2 separate regions of the Sus scrofa genome follow, and region 1 is linked to region 2. Evidence: chromatin contacts called from public HiChIP or PLAC-seq data. All regions are on one chromosome and are shown on one strand. The core of a region is the stretch at or near the end of the contact, and the rest is flanking DNA. Distances in the headings are between cores, read along the strand shown.

Region 1 (7,158 bases), core at 942-3,441, 530 kb before region 2:
CTGCTAAACAAAACCCATGGCAAGACTCGGCACTGATGAAATAGACTGTTCCAGCCAAGGCAGGAGAACGCCCCTGGTCCCTGTGCAGGTCAAGCACCATCTCCACACACAGGCATTTATATCCACCCTTTAAAAGAGCGCACAGGACAGGGAGCAGAGCCGTGCCGGAGGGGTGGGGTGATGCTCCTGAAATACCAGCAGGGATTAGATGTACCCGATGCTGCTCCAGAGGACAGAGCTAAGACCTGCAAGGCCAAGGCTCATTCCCAAACTGACGGGGCCCAACACTGGTGGGGCGAGCCATCACCCCGGCTACTCCTGACTTGGGGGGGCAGCAAACTCAACACCTTCAAGATCTAGGAGCCGGGGTGGTGGGGCGGTCGATGCCAGAGGAGGTGTCCTAGAGAAAGTGTCAAGAAAAAGCCGGGGGGAAACTCCAGCTGGGTTGTCAATGGCAAAGCTTCGGTGAAAAGTGAAAATAGGACGAGGGGTCAAAATGAGGCAGGTCAGGGGAGGGGACGGCCATGGTCAAGGAGCAGGGCAGGGAAAGACCCAAGTCTGCTTGAAGGTCACGGAGCAACACGGACCCAGGAAGGGCAGTAGGATAAGGCAGAGTTGGCTTGATCAGAGGGGAAACTTTCTAACAACCCGAGCTGTCCAAAAATAAAACGCAGTCCCTATCAAGAAAGAGATGCAGTCAGTCAGGCAACATGAGGGGGCATGGCTGCCAGCGACAACTGTTGCAGACACATGGCCATCACCGGGGGTTAACAGATGCTGGGAAGAGAGGCCCGGGTTCCATCGCACTGGGAGGCCGCCTGGACCAGAGTGAGCTTGCAGGGTCCCCGAGGGGTTAAGCAACACAAGTCAGAGGCCCCAGGAGCCTGGGATGAAAGGCACGTTTGGGGCTCAGGGCACGGGAAACATGTGTGATTGATGTGGCCTTGGGTGTGGTTTTACTCTTTTTTTAACATACCTATCTTTGATTTAAAAAAGTAGAATTCATACTAAGTGGAGTAAGTCAGAAAGAGAAAGACAAATACCCATATGATATCACTTCTATGTGGAATCTAATATATGGCACAGATGAACCTTTCCACAGAACAGAAACAGACTCGCAGACATGGAGAGCAGACTTGTAGTTGCCAAGGCAGGAGCGGAGTGGAATGGACTGGGAATATGGGGCGAGTGGACGCAAGCAATTACATTTAGGATGGATAAGTAGTGTTCTCAACGTGGCTCAGTGGAAATGAACCCAACCAGTATCCATGAGGATGCAGGTTCAATTCCTGGCCTTGCTCAGTGGGTTAGGGATCTGGCATTGCCATGAGCTGTGGTGTACGTTGCGATGTGGCTTGGATCTGGCATTGCTGTGGCTGAGGCATCGTCTGGCAGCTGTGGCTCTGATTTGACCTCTAGCCTGGGAACTCTGGGAAATTTGCAAACTTCCATATGCCTTGGGTGCAGCCCTTAAAAAAAAAAAAAAAAAAAGCAATGAGGTCCTACTGTACAGCACAGGGAACTCCAGCCAATCCCTGTAATAGAACCCGATGAGGATAATGTGAGAAAAATTGTGTATATGTATGTATGACTGGGTCACTTTGCTGTATAGCAGAAATTGACAGAACACTGTACATCAACTATACTTTAATTAAAAAATAAAAGTAAAAATATTTTTTTTTAAAAAAGGTAGACTTGAAAGGGGACCCACAGACCAAACTGAGGCGGGAGGCCCCGAATCTAATCCTGATTCAGCACACCCTCCCCGCAGAAGCTCAGGTTTGGGGGAGCGATTCCTCAGTTCTCATCCAGCTCTAAATTTTTAAAAAAAAGAGACGCGGTTGCTTAAAACGAGACTGTCTAAATTGTTACTTTCCTAGAATGTAATTGAGCCTCTCTTCCAAGCCTGGATATAGTTTCTTTCACATCTTTGTGAGCAGAAGGAAACCGGATTGAAAAACAAGCGTCTGACTTCCCACCAGGGACGCAATTCAGATGGTGGTGAGGAGAAAACATGTGAATGGATTCAAAGCTCGCAAATACAGAAGCCGCAGAAGATCGCCTTAGATCTATCCCAGCCCTCACGACGTGGGTCAGACAGGGACCGAAATGTTTGAGAGGTGAGGCTGGGCGGCGTGTCAGGACGAGATTAGAAAGGAATAGGCCGCACAAAGGCCAGTGCTATTTTGGTTTGCACCCGGAAAGGCATCCTGTCATGGGATATTATGCGCTGTGTGGGCACCTCGGAGCGCAGTCACACCGAGGACGCCGAAGCAATGAAAAGGAAGACGGAGAGCAGCAATCAGCACAGGCGCTCAGAGGGCGGCGGGTGGAGCCCCCAGCCCCGCACCTCGGAGGAGCTCAGCGCCTGTGAGCGGAGCGGACAACTCAGAACTAAGGGAATGAAGGGCCGGGCCCAGGAGGAGACGCTTAGCTTGTAAAACGGGAATAAATAAATACGCGTCCAGGGTGAGCGAACCCGATCTGATACTGACATTGACCGACGTATGTGTTTGCAAGGCATTTGTGCAAAGGCCTAAGGTCGGCATCTGAACCAAGATGCTGAGCCAAAAAAATGTGGATAAAAGTAAATGTCGGCAGAGGCACAAACAGAAAGCAGACGCGGGTTACCAGGGAAGGGGGGCATTTCCCCCACGGGAGAGGGGCAGCCCGGAGCGGGACGGAAAACCCTGCAGGGGGACCCACAGGTCTACATGGCGGGCCTTGGGCCTCGCAGAAGGGTGCCCCGCGTTGGGCAGGGTTACTTCATGGGTCATCTCCGCATCTCATCGTCAACATTTTTTCCAGCATCCATCAGCCCTGCGGCCCACCCGGACCGCAGAGGACTCCCTGACCCTGCAGTTCTGGGGTTTGAGAAGGAAAGCCTGGGTGTGGGACGTTTTGATCATTCTGTTAGTCGGTCAGCAAACTTCTTGACCTTCTAAAACACAGAGCAGATAAGAGCGTTAAAAGAGAGAGAGAGACATCCTTTCAAATCACAATGTCAAGGAAGGTAAACAATACAAACAGAAAATTGATTATAAAAATTGGCAGCTTTAATAAAAGCTAAAAGTAACAAGACAAAACAATAAAATGTTAAAACTGTAAAACAATCCAGGGATACACAAAATGGTTTGTGAATAAGATAAATGGTCATCGGCATTTGGGGATGACCAAGGCGGGTTCAACACGCCTGGAAAGAAGTTTGGAAGCCTGAGGCGGGGGGGGGGGGGGGGGTTGAACAGCTTCCAGAACCCGAGGATGCCCCGTGGGTGCTCCCCTTGAGCCCTGATCACCCTGGAAGATCACCGCCAGTTTGCAGGTGAGGGGACCAAGCCTCACAGAAGGGCGGTCGCTTGTCGGCCTCCCTGAGAGTCGGTCTCCTGGTGGCTTCACGGTGCCTCCCACGCCTCTCCACAGCCACGTGATTGGCAAGACGATGGCGTAGAACAGAAACCAGGTTTGAAATGTGTTGGCTTTTGGGAGTTCCCATTGTGGCGCAGCGGAAACAAGTCTGACTAGTATCCGTGGGGATGTGGCTTCGATCAGTGGGTTGGGGATCAGGCGTTGCTATGAGCTGTGGTGTAGGTCACAGATGCAGCATGGATCCCACGTTGCCGTGGCTGTGGTGTAGGTTGGCAGCTGTAGCTCCGATTCGACCCCTAGCTTGGGAGCTTCCATATACTGCCAGCGCAGCCCTAAAAAAGGGGTGACAACAACCAAGAGTGTGAGAGAGCCAGCCTCCAGCCTTGGAGGGCTTTCCGGAGGAGACGGCAAAGGCGACACTCCAGGAGCCCTGCGATGGGGCCTGGCCCCCTGTCACTACAGGGCTGATTTTAAGAGTTTGCCCTTAAACCCCATTGGGCTGTGACCAGTCCCTGGAGGAGCCCAGGCCTGACACCTGGATTCCACCTGCTCCCCTTCTCAAAGACGTGGCCTGTGAATCAGAGACAGGAGCCCAGGAGCAAAAATGCAAGAAAGGGCTGTTTTTGTAAATTATTTGTAAATCGCTTTTTCTGGGCTAATTTGGAACAAAAAGTTATCGTCAGAGGCCATGGACTGCTTGAGCAGGATTCCCACCCACCAAGAGAGAACCGGGAGGCTGCTGGTGGGAGCCGTTCCCTCTCTCCAGCTCCACTGCCTTCCCCCGTAGGACAGGGATGTGGGATGGTCAGTCCTAAAGGTGGAAAGGTCTTCTCCAGGTGTGAATTTGCTGCAAGGCTCGGGAACTGAGGTCAATTCTGAATGGGGAGTTTATGTTTGACAGCCTTGAAGATTCTGATAATACGATGTCAGATTTCTCTGTTGAAATATCAAGTTCTGGGAGTTCCTGTTGTGGTTCAGTGGGTTAAGAACCCGATGTCTCCATGAGGATGCGGGTTCCATCCCTGGCTTCACTCAGTGGGTTAAGGATCCAGCATTGCTGTGAGCTGCAGCATAGTTTGCATTTGGCTGGCATGGCTGCGATGTAGGCCTGCAGCTGCAGCTCTGATGTGACCCCTAGCCTGGGAAATTCCATATGCCGCAGATGCAGCAGTAAAAAGGAAAAAAGAAAAGGAAATTAAGCTCTGAAAGTCAGAAGTGGGTTCGACATGCAACTCTTGGTTACCAGGGTCTCGTGGTAATTCTACACTTTGGCCCCCAAACTTGGCGGACTCATTGAGCAAAGGCAGTCAGATCCTGTTTCCAGTCTTGACCACATGAGGCAGCGAGAGGGGACGAGCCGCTTGACTTCTCTCTGCTCAGTTTCAGCTTTAAAAATCTAGAAGTTCCGGGAGTTCCCATCGTGGCACAGTGGTTAACGAATCCGACTAGAAACCATGAGGTTTCGGGTTCGATCCCTGCCCTTGCTAAGTGGGTTAATGATTCGGCATTGCTGTGAGCTGTGGTGTAGGCCGGTGGCTACAGCTCCAGTTGGACCCCTAGCCTGGGAACCTCCATATGCCACGGGAGCGGCCCAAGAAATGGCAAAAAGACAAAAAAATTAAAAAATACAATAAAATAAAATCTAGAAATTCCGAGGCTTGACCTGCAAAGAACTGACTCCAGAGCTCTCAATATGGCCTTCTGCATAAAACACAGACACTGGCAATTAAACAGCTCCTTTTGCATCTGTCAAATGAATGAATGATTGGACAAATGGGTTTAGGGCTCTTGAAAACCACTTTCTTGGAAACTTGGATGGATCAATCAAAAGCAGAGCTCAGCAACCAAGAACTGGACACTGATTTATTGTCACCGAACAAGTTGCAAAATCTTAGGAAGAGACCCTTGAACATTTTAAGTGTCGCCTTGTGGTCATAATGACGTCTCATGCATATTCATGCACTTGGCTGTATAATAACCACTTGAAAGATTGGGGGTTTTTTCCCCTGGGGAATGAAACGTAACAAAATATTCCAAGGTCAAAGGTCCGAATATGTAAGAAGCAAAAACGTTGGAATTTCTTCCCCAAGTCAAAAGCTCCTTAGCGTGTATTGACTCAGGGAGCATTTGGATACTCAACTCATCCTTGAAACTACTCAAAAGCTTGCCTCCCGCTGGCCTCGCTGATGTGTAGGTGGGTTCCTCTGGGTTGAATCAGGTAATGTTTGAAGATGGAGAAAATGGTCAGCCGGCCGTTGGGTATTTAACAAAGAATTCCATCAGGCTCTGCAGCCAGAGTTGCTTTGCAAAACACTGTCCCCATTACTCAGTGTCATTCATTACCCTCTGAAAGTAAAATCATATGACCCCATTTCCTCAGTAAGTTAATTATTTTATTTCTTTGTATGCGGCAACACACTACTTTTATTGTTAATTAATATGCCAAAATTAGGTTAGACCATTCTGGACATGTGAAATTGAGTTTAGTACTTTCAAATATGGTTTTTAAAAGCCGGACAAAAATAAATGCCTTCAACGTCTTTTCTTTCTCCAACCGAGCATAAATGTCCTTCCTATGAAATTTCACTTCTTCCTGCTGTTATACATGACATAATACCACTTATTTTCCAAGGGGAGGGAGGAAAAATAATAACAAGACATTCCATTAGCATTTTGAAATCAGGTATTTAATAATCAAGCAAAAAAGAAAAGAAAGAAAATACAATGAAAGAGATATAATCATCCATACGTTTTAGGACCCAAATAATTCAATGGCAAAATGAGGAGAATTATTTATTTTTGGACCAATTTCAGGCACTTAAGATTTTTCTTGGCCCGTTGATTAAGGTGAAGATATAATAGGAAATTCAGAATTTTCTTTTCTGGAGGAGAGGCAGAAAGGACATGTCCGGCCCAGAGAGAGGCAGCAGGAAAACTCCATCACCACCAAAGGCCGAGACACGCGGCGACTTCGTGGTTCCCTCCGTTCTTCCGCTCTAATGAAATTCCGCCTGATACATCTGCCATGGCGCTCTGTTAATTACTTTTCTATTTATCTAGTAGACCTACAGTGGAAAGCAATCTATTGCCAGGGAATTGTTTGACTCCTATGCTAAGTAGACGGCATTCCGATCCAGTGAGGTTGACAGCAGCCCGGGCGAACTTTTATCTCGTTGCCACGTTAAATTAGCACCGAGCGGGTTTAGATACAAGAAGGTGTTGGGGTTGTTTTTTTCTTCTTCTTCTTCTTTCTTCTTCCTCCTCCTTCCTCCTCCTCCTCCTCCCCCACCTCCTCCTCCTCCTTCTTCTTCTCGGCACTCTCTGCTGTCAGGAAGGCCCTGCTTCTTTTTCGCTGAAGATGATAGGAAGGATTGAATGGAGTTTACAGGGCTGGAGCGGAGGGGCTTGTTCTGAGTACCACAGCCCGTTTTATCCATCAGGTCAAGTGGCTCCTGGAGACGGATGGGAGGGGGGTTCATGTCTGGAGAAGGATGATGCTTACAAGTCCATGATGTGGCTTTGGTCCTTTGCCCCAGGTTTCACCAAGCAGCTGTGTGAACTATGGCCACATTACTATGGGCCTTACCCTCCTTCCTCCCGTTGGGGTCTGCTTGCGGTCAGTTAAGAGGAAAATAGAGGCAGAGATAAGGCTGATCTTGGCAGTCCGCTTGGGGTTTTCCGGGAGCTGAGCAAGAAGCAGATGCCATGGTGGTCCAGCTAAGGGCAGTTGTTTCAGGCAAAGAAAGGGGCACACACCCCGCGAACCAATGGTGCATCCACGCTTCTCTCAAA
Region 2 (7,607 bases), core at 3,693-6,192:
TCACGGATACTAGTCAGATTCGTTTCTGCTGAGCCAAGATGGGAACTCCAAAAGGTAAGAAATTTTGGAAGGAAAAAAAAAAAAAACACATCAAAGTATGCAAGTGTTTAATAGCTATGATTTGAAAACCAAATTACATTTGAAAAAGTGCATTGTTTTTAATTGCTCTTGTTTTAATATTTTCCTTTGTTTCCCTTTGGGTTTTTTTGTTTTTAGTCAGGCAAGGAAATAGTTTCACTATAAGATCTTGGGAACTGATGGGTGGAATCCTCTGTCTTCATAAAAGTTTGGCAACCGTTCCCATTTACCTTGTTGAATGTATCATATGAAACTACTGTATACACTTTTGTTCAGAACAAAGATCTGTTTGTTTGTTTTAAAAATCCCTTTTCTCTTCTACTATGAAGAAAATGTCTGGGAGAAAATTCTAATGTATTTTCTGTCCATGACATTTAAAAAATATACAAATACACCCTGGTGGTCTTTATTTTGGTTTGAACAGAGCTGGCTTACTCAGCTTCAGCTTGGCTTCCTGTGTCTCAGCCACTTCCTTCTTCTGACCCAACCTGTGACCCCCAGACATCATGGTGGGGACACCTAGCCCAGCCTTGGCCATCACATGGATTATATGCTGACTCTCAAGTCAGCACTCATAACATAAAGGAGATAGGAATAGACCTGGAGAGCTTTACTTCAAGGCTTCCCTCTGAAATCCTATTGCACCAACAACTTCAGACTGATAAAGAGAAGCCTGTAAGAAATCCTCTCCCCCAGAGGGGAACTGAGCACATGGAGACGGCAGCGTGAGCCTCCCCAGCTCTCCGTGAATCCCATTCTTCTGAAACTTCCCCTTCTTTCAGGGTACTGCCTGGAGATTTATGCCTTTGACTCTGTACTCTCTTCCTTCCTCTCCATGTCCTTCTCACTATGTACTGTAACAGTATATAGACTGTAACAGTATCAGTCTTTTCTTTTTCTTGCCTTGTATCATTTTCTATCAGTAATATATGAACAAGTCTCATCCTCCTCACTGAAAAGGGAGCCCCTTCTGCTGTAGGAGAGAATGGTTTGAGTGAGTCCTCCAGGTTTGGTTATTGACATGTTAAAAGGGGAAATGAGGTATTATATATATTTTTTCTCAACAGTAGTTTGTTCTTGAGTTCATGGTCTTGCTGTAAAATCTTATTTTGCTGCCAGAAGTTGAAAGGTTAAAAAAAATGTATAGATTGCTAGTTCTATCTGATAATTCCAATCTATCCATCTTGTATTAGTAATAGAATTTTTAGCTGGGTGTGTTGTTGCCCAGCTAGACCACATTTCCCAGATTCCTTTGCAGCTAATTCTGGCTATAAGGCTAAGTCTTGGCCAACAGAATGTGCAGAATGATATGTAAAACTTCCAGATGGTGACCTTAAAGGAATGGATGAGAATGTCCTTTCTTGCGTCCTGTTCCATTCTGCTCCCTGAAACATAGATGTGGGATAAGTCAACTTTGAATGTAGCTGAGCACAACACTTTAGGATGGAGAAACAAAGCAGAAGGAAGGGCTTCCTTCCAGCCCAGTTACTTTCATCCAATTTTCATCCAATGATTATATGAAAGAGAAATAAAGTTCCACCTTGTTTAAGGTACTATCACTTTTTCTTTCTATAATGGCAGTTTGAAGTTTAAAAAGTTTCTCAGACTACAAGTTGTATTGCTTTGCCCAATAAATGAGTCATGAACCAAATAAAGTCAGTGAATATAAGTGGAAATATTCTTGAAACTTTAAAGTACTTAAAAATTAAAGTAATGGTAAATGCTCATCTAATTTGATAACATGGAAGCCATATTTAGCAAAAAATCCTTTTTGTTACATTATTTTCAGTGAGCATGAATTTAAATATTACACTTACCTTGATAATTCTGGTTAATTAAATGATGAAGAAGTTATCTTGGGGACAATCAAACCTAAAAGGGACCATGGAGATAGAGGGCATTTTGACTAATGGGTGAGATTGTCTTTGATCATTAAAAGCCAAATATTAGAATAGCAGTAACTGTGTTTTAGATGCTTATAAAAACAAATTAACTTCAAGTTACTTCAGTGAAAAGGTCAAAATAAAACCTTGCCGTCTTATATGTGTTAATTTATGGATGGCAGTTGCAGATGTTAGCCATAAAGAAGAACTGTTTTCTTATTTATAAAATTATACCTATTTTTGAGGTCACCATCACAGAAAAAAGGAAGACAAGTGGTGGCTGCATTTCAAAGAGTTCTTAGACACGTCCCTTCAGTGTTAACTGAATGCAACGTATTGTTAGAAAGCTCTGGGGGCTGCTAGCTTGCTAAGTTTTGCTGCCATCCTGATTAGAAGATGTTTACAAAGTTTCAAGAAGCTCTCCCTTGAAAAGAGCATTTCCCCAAGGTCCTGCAGGAGAAGATTTTCTCAGGGTTGAGGTCATACTGTTGCACTACTCGCCTGAAGATGTTCAAGTTGAATGCTTCCAAAGACAGATGATCTTGTCATCGTTGGCTATTTATGTCTTGTCACGTAGTGCAAGTGGGATGCTGGCCTCTCTCCCTTCTCTCCTGGCTCTCTGTGATTTTAGTCCTGCTATTGCTATGCCTCTCCCAACTATAGGGAAGTAAAATGTTTTCCCATTTCAACCATTTCCATTCCAACCATCCACCCTTAATATCAATTACACTTATTCTAAAAGTTCTAATGTTATTGCAACAAGAATGGAGAAGTTGTGTGACTTTCCCAAAATGGATGAGAAGAAGCTTGAAAAGTACCACCTATGTTTTTTGTGTAATGGCATCCCTCTGTTCTAGATAAAGCCCATTGTTCTTATCGTGGATGACTTGGCCTTAAGTGACCTAAGTTCTTTCATCTTGCACTACTTCTTCTGTTACTGAACCAAACTTGGGTCCACTCACCAGCTCACAGCAAAGCCAATCTACTGACACTGGGTTGGGATGAAGGACAGTGCAGTGTTTACTGCAGGACCAAACTAGGAGTCTAAGTGGCCGATGCTCAAAAGACCCAAACTTCTCAATGGGGTTCAAGGAAAATTTTTTATTTTTATTTTATTTTTCTTTCTATGGCTGTACATGCAGTGTATGGAAGTTCCCAGGCTTGGAGTGGGAACTATGTAGCCACAGTAGATAGCTGTGGATCTGAGCTGCATCTTTGACCTATACTGCAGCTTATGGCAATGTGGATCCTTAACCCACTGAGTCAGGACAGGGAACCCATATCCTCAGAGACAATGTTGGGTCCTTTACTCATTGAGCCACACTGGGAACTCCCAAGGGGAGGTTTTTAAAGACAGGATGAGGGAGAGGGTTGCAGGCTGTGTGATCAGCTCATGGGCATTCTTCTGATTGGTTGGTGGTGAGATAACCAGAAGTTAACATCATGAACCTTCTAGTTTCAGCATGTTCATGGGCAGCATGCAGTTAATTTTTCCATCTGGTGGGGGTTCCAGTATCTGCAAAACAGCCCAAAGGACATGGCTCAGAATATTACTATATCCCCTGAGGAGGAACTAAATGTCCTTGACTTTGTTTATGGCTAAACTATTATTATTTTGATTTTCTTGACTATTTTCATTTGTGCATTTTCTCACTTCTTGGATGAACTTTATTATTTGGGACTCAGGGAGCCTGAGGAGGCTATGGTTTTTCTACAAACAAGAGGAAGGTGGAGGAAGGTCTGTCCTTGGAAGGCTCCTCGGAGTCCTGCTGTGTGACACTTCCCTTTCTCACTACACTCCAGCCTTACCAGCAGTCCTTCAGCACCTCTGTTTTCTGCTTTCCATCCCTGCCTGTACTGCTCCAATGTTCCCACCTCTTGGGTCCTCTCAGTCCCATCTCTGGCTTCCTTTTTGTGCCCCCGGCCCCAGACGAGCACAGTTGTCATTCAGCCTCTGCTTCTTCTTGTATTTTAGTTGTAATTGATAATTTTATTGAATATTGGCCCAATGTCTTTGCCTCTGCTAGAATGGCATTACCAGAAGTGCAGAGACCTCTGTGTGTATACTTTGCTGATGTGTCTCTGTGGCTTAATAGTGAGGCAGTAGATGTTTCTGAATGAAAGAATGAACATCTTTTAGAGTTCCCTAAACATAGGATCCCCCAGATTATGTGCGGATCTGTGACATGCTAGGCATCATGGGAAACTCAAAGCTGAGTAAGATGGTCTCCATGCTTGAGTACCATGTATTCCTGCAGTTTTCCAGTCACTCTCTTTCTGGGAACCCAATTGAACTTTGGATTTAGAATCCGCCTATTAGGAGGTCATTATGGTAACCCAGGTGGGGTGACAAGTATCTGATATGCAGGAGCAGACACTGGTGTGTCATGGAAGGGACGAGGTAGATGCTTAAGAAAAGATAAGATTTGTTAACTGATTTGGCATTGGAGGTGAAATGAAATGAGGAGAGATGAGGACAGAGGGAAAAGTAAGGAAACCGGAAGGCAGAGTGTCAAGATTTAGGAAAGGAAACAGGGTGAGGGAAAGAGGTGGGAGGAGCAGCATAAAGTGTCCACATCTTGGGAACAGGAAAGCAAAACTTTTCAGATAGAAAATGGAGAGGAACAGAGGAAAGAGGCTACAGCTGTTTGAGCTGCCTGTGGAGACCTTCAGGAGAGTGGATTTGGTACCCTGGTGGAAGGGGCTTTTAGACCACAGAGGCAGATGAAGGAAAAGAGGGAATAGTCAGAGAAACTTGCAGGCTGCCCACTGGAGAAAAGATGAGAGATGGGAAAAGGGGAGAGAGAGGCGTAGGCGGCTTTCCACGCAGAGACCTCATGAATCTGAGAAATTATATGGTGGCTATGACCTTTCTCTGGTTGATTTTGATGGTATGTGATTACAGAAGGTAAATAGAGGATGAAATAAAGCCTGGTGAAAATCTCTTCAGGACTTCCAGAGACCTACTGATGTTTCAAGGAGAAGGAATGGAGCCAGGGCTAAAAAGCAGCCAGAGCAAGGCAGCCAGCCTTGAACAGGGAAGGGTAGGGCCTGAGGGATAAGGAAAGGAGGGGTCCCAGAACACTAGGTGTTCTAATCTGGAGGGGTTTCTGTCCTTCAGAATGGAAGGAAGATGGAGCACCCTTCCCCAGGCCCCTGAGCAAAGCAGGGGCTTAACCCAACTGTATTTTAACGAATAATCATGTAATTCTGTGCTGACTTGCCCTCCTCCACCAGCATGGAATGCACCAGGCCATGCCATCTCACTCACCTCTCAGTGGCTGTAGGAACAAAGTTAAGGGGAGCCTGGTGTAGGGGAAGCAGGTGGGTGATGTCACATTTTGTGTTCTTGACTAGAGATGGGAAACGTACACGGGATAGAGGAATAGTGGACACAGCTGTTAATTCCCCATGGATGTAGGGACAGAGCAGAAACCTCACTAACAATAATAAAGCCATCTCTGGTCTTCAAGGCATCTTGACTTTGAACACTTCTGTCCGGGAAGGTTCTCAGAGAACGAAAAGAGATGAGAAAAGAAAGCAAAAGAAGAAAGGAAAGAAAACAAAAGAAAGGAAAAGAAGAGAAAAGAGGGTATGAGTTAAGTGTGGGAAGCGAATCAACCCCTCCAGGAGCTTCGGTCTGTTTTGGGAAATGATGTTTTCAGTGAATCCCGCACAGTTTTGTGGGAGAGGACACACCCACGTAGACTGTCAGTGTCCTAACATCTTTGTGATAAAGAGGTGTTGTATTCATGAAGAAGGTGAGTGAGGGAGAGGGATTGGAGGATGATTTCTGGCTTTTAGGAACAAATCATATTTCATATTCACTAGGGCTTGAAATGGCCCTCAATCTTTAATAACTCCTTTCATGTCCTATGTCTCAAGATACCTTTCAAAACTGTAAGATTGTGACTCCATTATACATAAATAGGTTAAACTTTTTTTTCACGAGTTTGAATCTAAATGATGAAAATTGACATTGCATCTTGCAGAAGAGAATGAATTGCAGATCTCCAAATAAATACTTACAAATAAGACAGAAATGTCTTTGAATCTGAAGCTGACCTGTGAAGAGCACTGGGCTTTGCCAGAGGTAGACTTTGAAGCACTCTGTAAGCTTTTAAAGGAAAGAGTGTCTTTGAAAGCTAAGGAGCTTGTAGCACGAAATATTTTAGTGGTGATTTATGAACAATGTTAAGAAATATGCTTTTCCTTTAATAAAAAAAAATCCTGACACTTAGCAAAATGATGAGGATTTATGTGCTCAACTGTTTTGCATGGCAGCTTCTGAGTAATAGATTCATAAATATTTCCCTTTTTTAATTTAAAAGTCGGAATGAATTAGGAGAAAAGTGCCAAATTAAAGATACTCAGTCAAATAGAGAAGACGGACTTTAAGTTTTACCTGGCCTTGCAGTCTGAGCACTGGTCAACCCCCCTTATGCAAGGGAGGCAGATGCAGGACCTTCTAAAAGTTTCTCTCTCCCCTGGCCCCATAACACACAAGTGCACTTGCAAACAAACAGAAAACATCAACATTTAACAGTTTACTGAGTTGGAGTTCCTGCTGTGGTGCAGTTGGTTAAGAAGCCAACTGTAGTGGCTTGAGTTTCTGGGGAGGCTTGGGTTTGATTCTCAGCCTGGGGAATTTCCATGTGCCTCGGGTGCGGCCATGACAATTTTTTTTTTTAAAACTGAGTTCAGTTAGCTTTGAACCATACTTCTCCAGTCATTTTCCACTGAGGTGATTACTGTTACTGCTTTTCTATAATTTTCCAGTGTGCCCACAGCATTTTATGCATGTGAGAATTCAACTTGAGAGGGATATGTAATTGCGTATCACGAGAAGAGTTAAAACATCGTAGTCATAAGCTGCTTGAGGCAGGGATGAAAAAGGACATGATGGCCCTGGTCCTGTGGGCAGAATGTCGGCTCTCAGTCCCCGGACACGTTTGTGCTTCGTGATTTCATTCTGCTCAGAAGCAATGAGGTCGTCTTTTCTTTTTGCTTCCGTGGTGATGGGTGTTGTTGCTGGGGACCGAAGGGGGCAGGGAGAGTGAGCGACGCAGAAGAAAAGTTGACCACACAAATACAATCCCAGGGCACTAGGCCCTGGCATGAAAGGCAGGGGGGAGTGGGGACTTGCTCAAGCCACACAAAGCCGCTCTTGTTCCCATAGAAACCAGTGTTGAGCTGAAGGAGTAGCTTGACTCTGCAGCCCCTTCCTGTTTCTTGTTAAATCTCTGTTGGAAATGCATTGTCTTCTGGGTATTTTTGTTTTAATAAAATTAAAGACCATGGAGAAGAAAGCGTTTCCCACCTCAAGGCAGCTGGTTTTACAGGCTGATGACATATATTCCGGGAGGGCTTGAAATCTGGCTGGATCTCCCCGAATCTGAGATCTGGTACCTTTTCTTCAAGCCCTGTACTGACAGGCCACCAAGAGCCTTGCCAGCCTGAGACTGGCAGACTAATTTGAATACCAATGCTGATCCGGGCCAGCTTCCAGATCCTGGGGGAGGCAGGGTGGGAGGGCCCACAAGATTCAATAGCGGTTTCTGGGGAGAGGGAGGGAGTTCTCCCACAATTATGAGCTTCCTTCCTTTTCTCACTCCCAGGACCCTTCTCTGCTGGGTTATTGGCAAG

Evidence for each region. HiChIP or PLAC-seq counts read pairs in DNA pulled down with a chosen protein or histone mark.
Region 1: an H3K27ac HiChIP or PLAC-seq map of skeletal muscle shows a contact between it and region 2. The contact joins two enhancer-like sites. A contact is called at or near these places in 2 of 2 datasets of contacts at active chromatin or transcription factors (alveolar macrophages and skeletal muscle).

The regions. Positions count from the first base shown.
Region 1 is chr1:4,921,139-4,928,296 of Sscrofa11.1, reverse strand. LOC110259875 (a long non-coding RNA gene) reads right to left here. Exons shown (of 2, transcript XR_002342275.1): 2 at 6,036-7,158. Among named protein-coding and RNA genes, the nearest start is that of QKI, 41 kb to the right of the region's middle. Within about 2 kb of position 2,191, at least 7 of the 83 cell types and tissues checked have an H3K27ac peak or open chromatin away from gene starts, as enhancers often do. A contact at or near this core is called in skeletal muscle, where this site is marked.
Region 2 is chr1:4,394,291-4,401,897 of Sscrofa11.1, reverse strand. No RefSeq gene overlaps it. Among named protein-coding and RNA genes, the nearest start is that of QKI, 490 kb to the left of the region's middle. Within about 2 kb of position 4,942, at least 2 of the 83 cell types and tissues checked have an H3K27ac peak or open chromatin away from gene starts, as enhancers often do. A contact at or near this core is called in skeletal muscle, where this site is marked.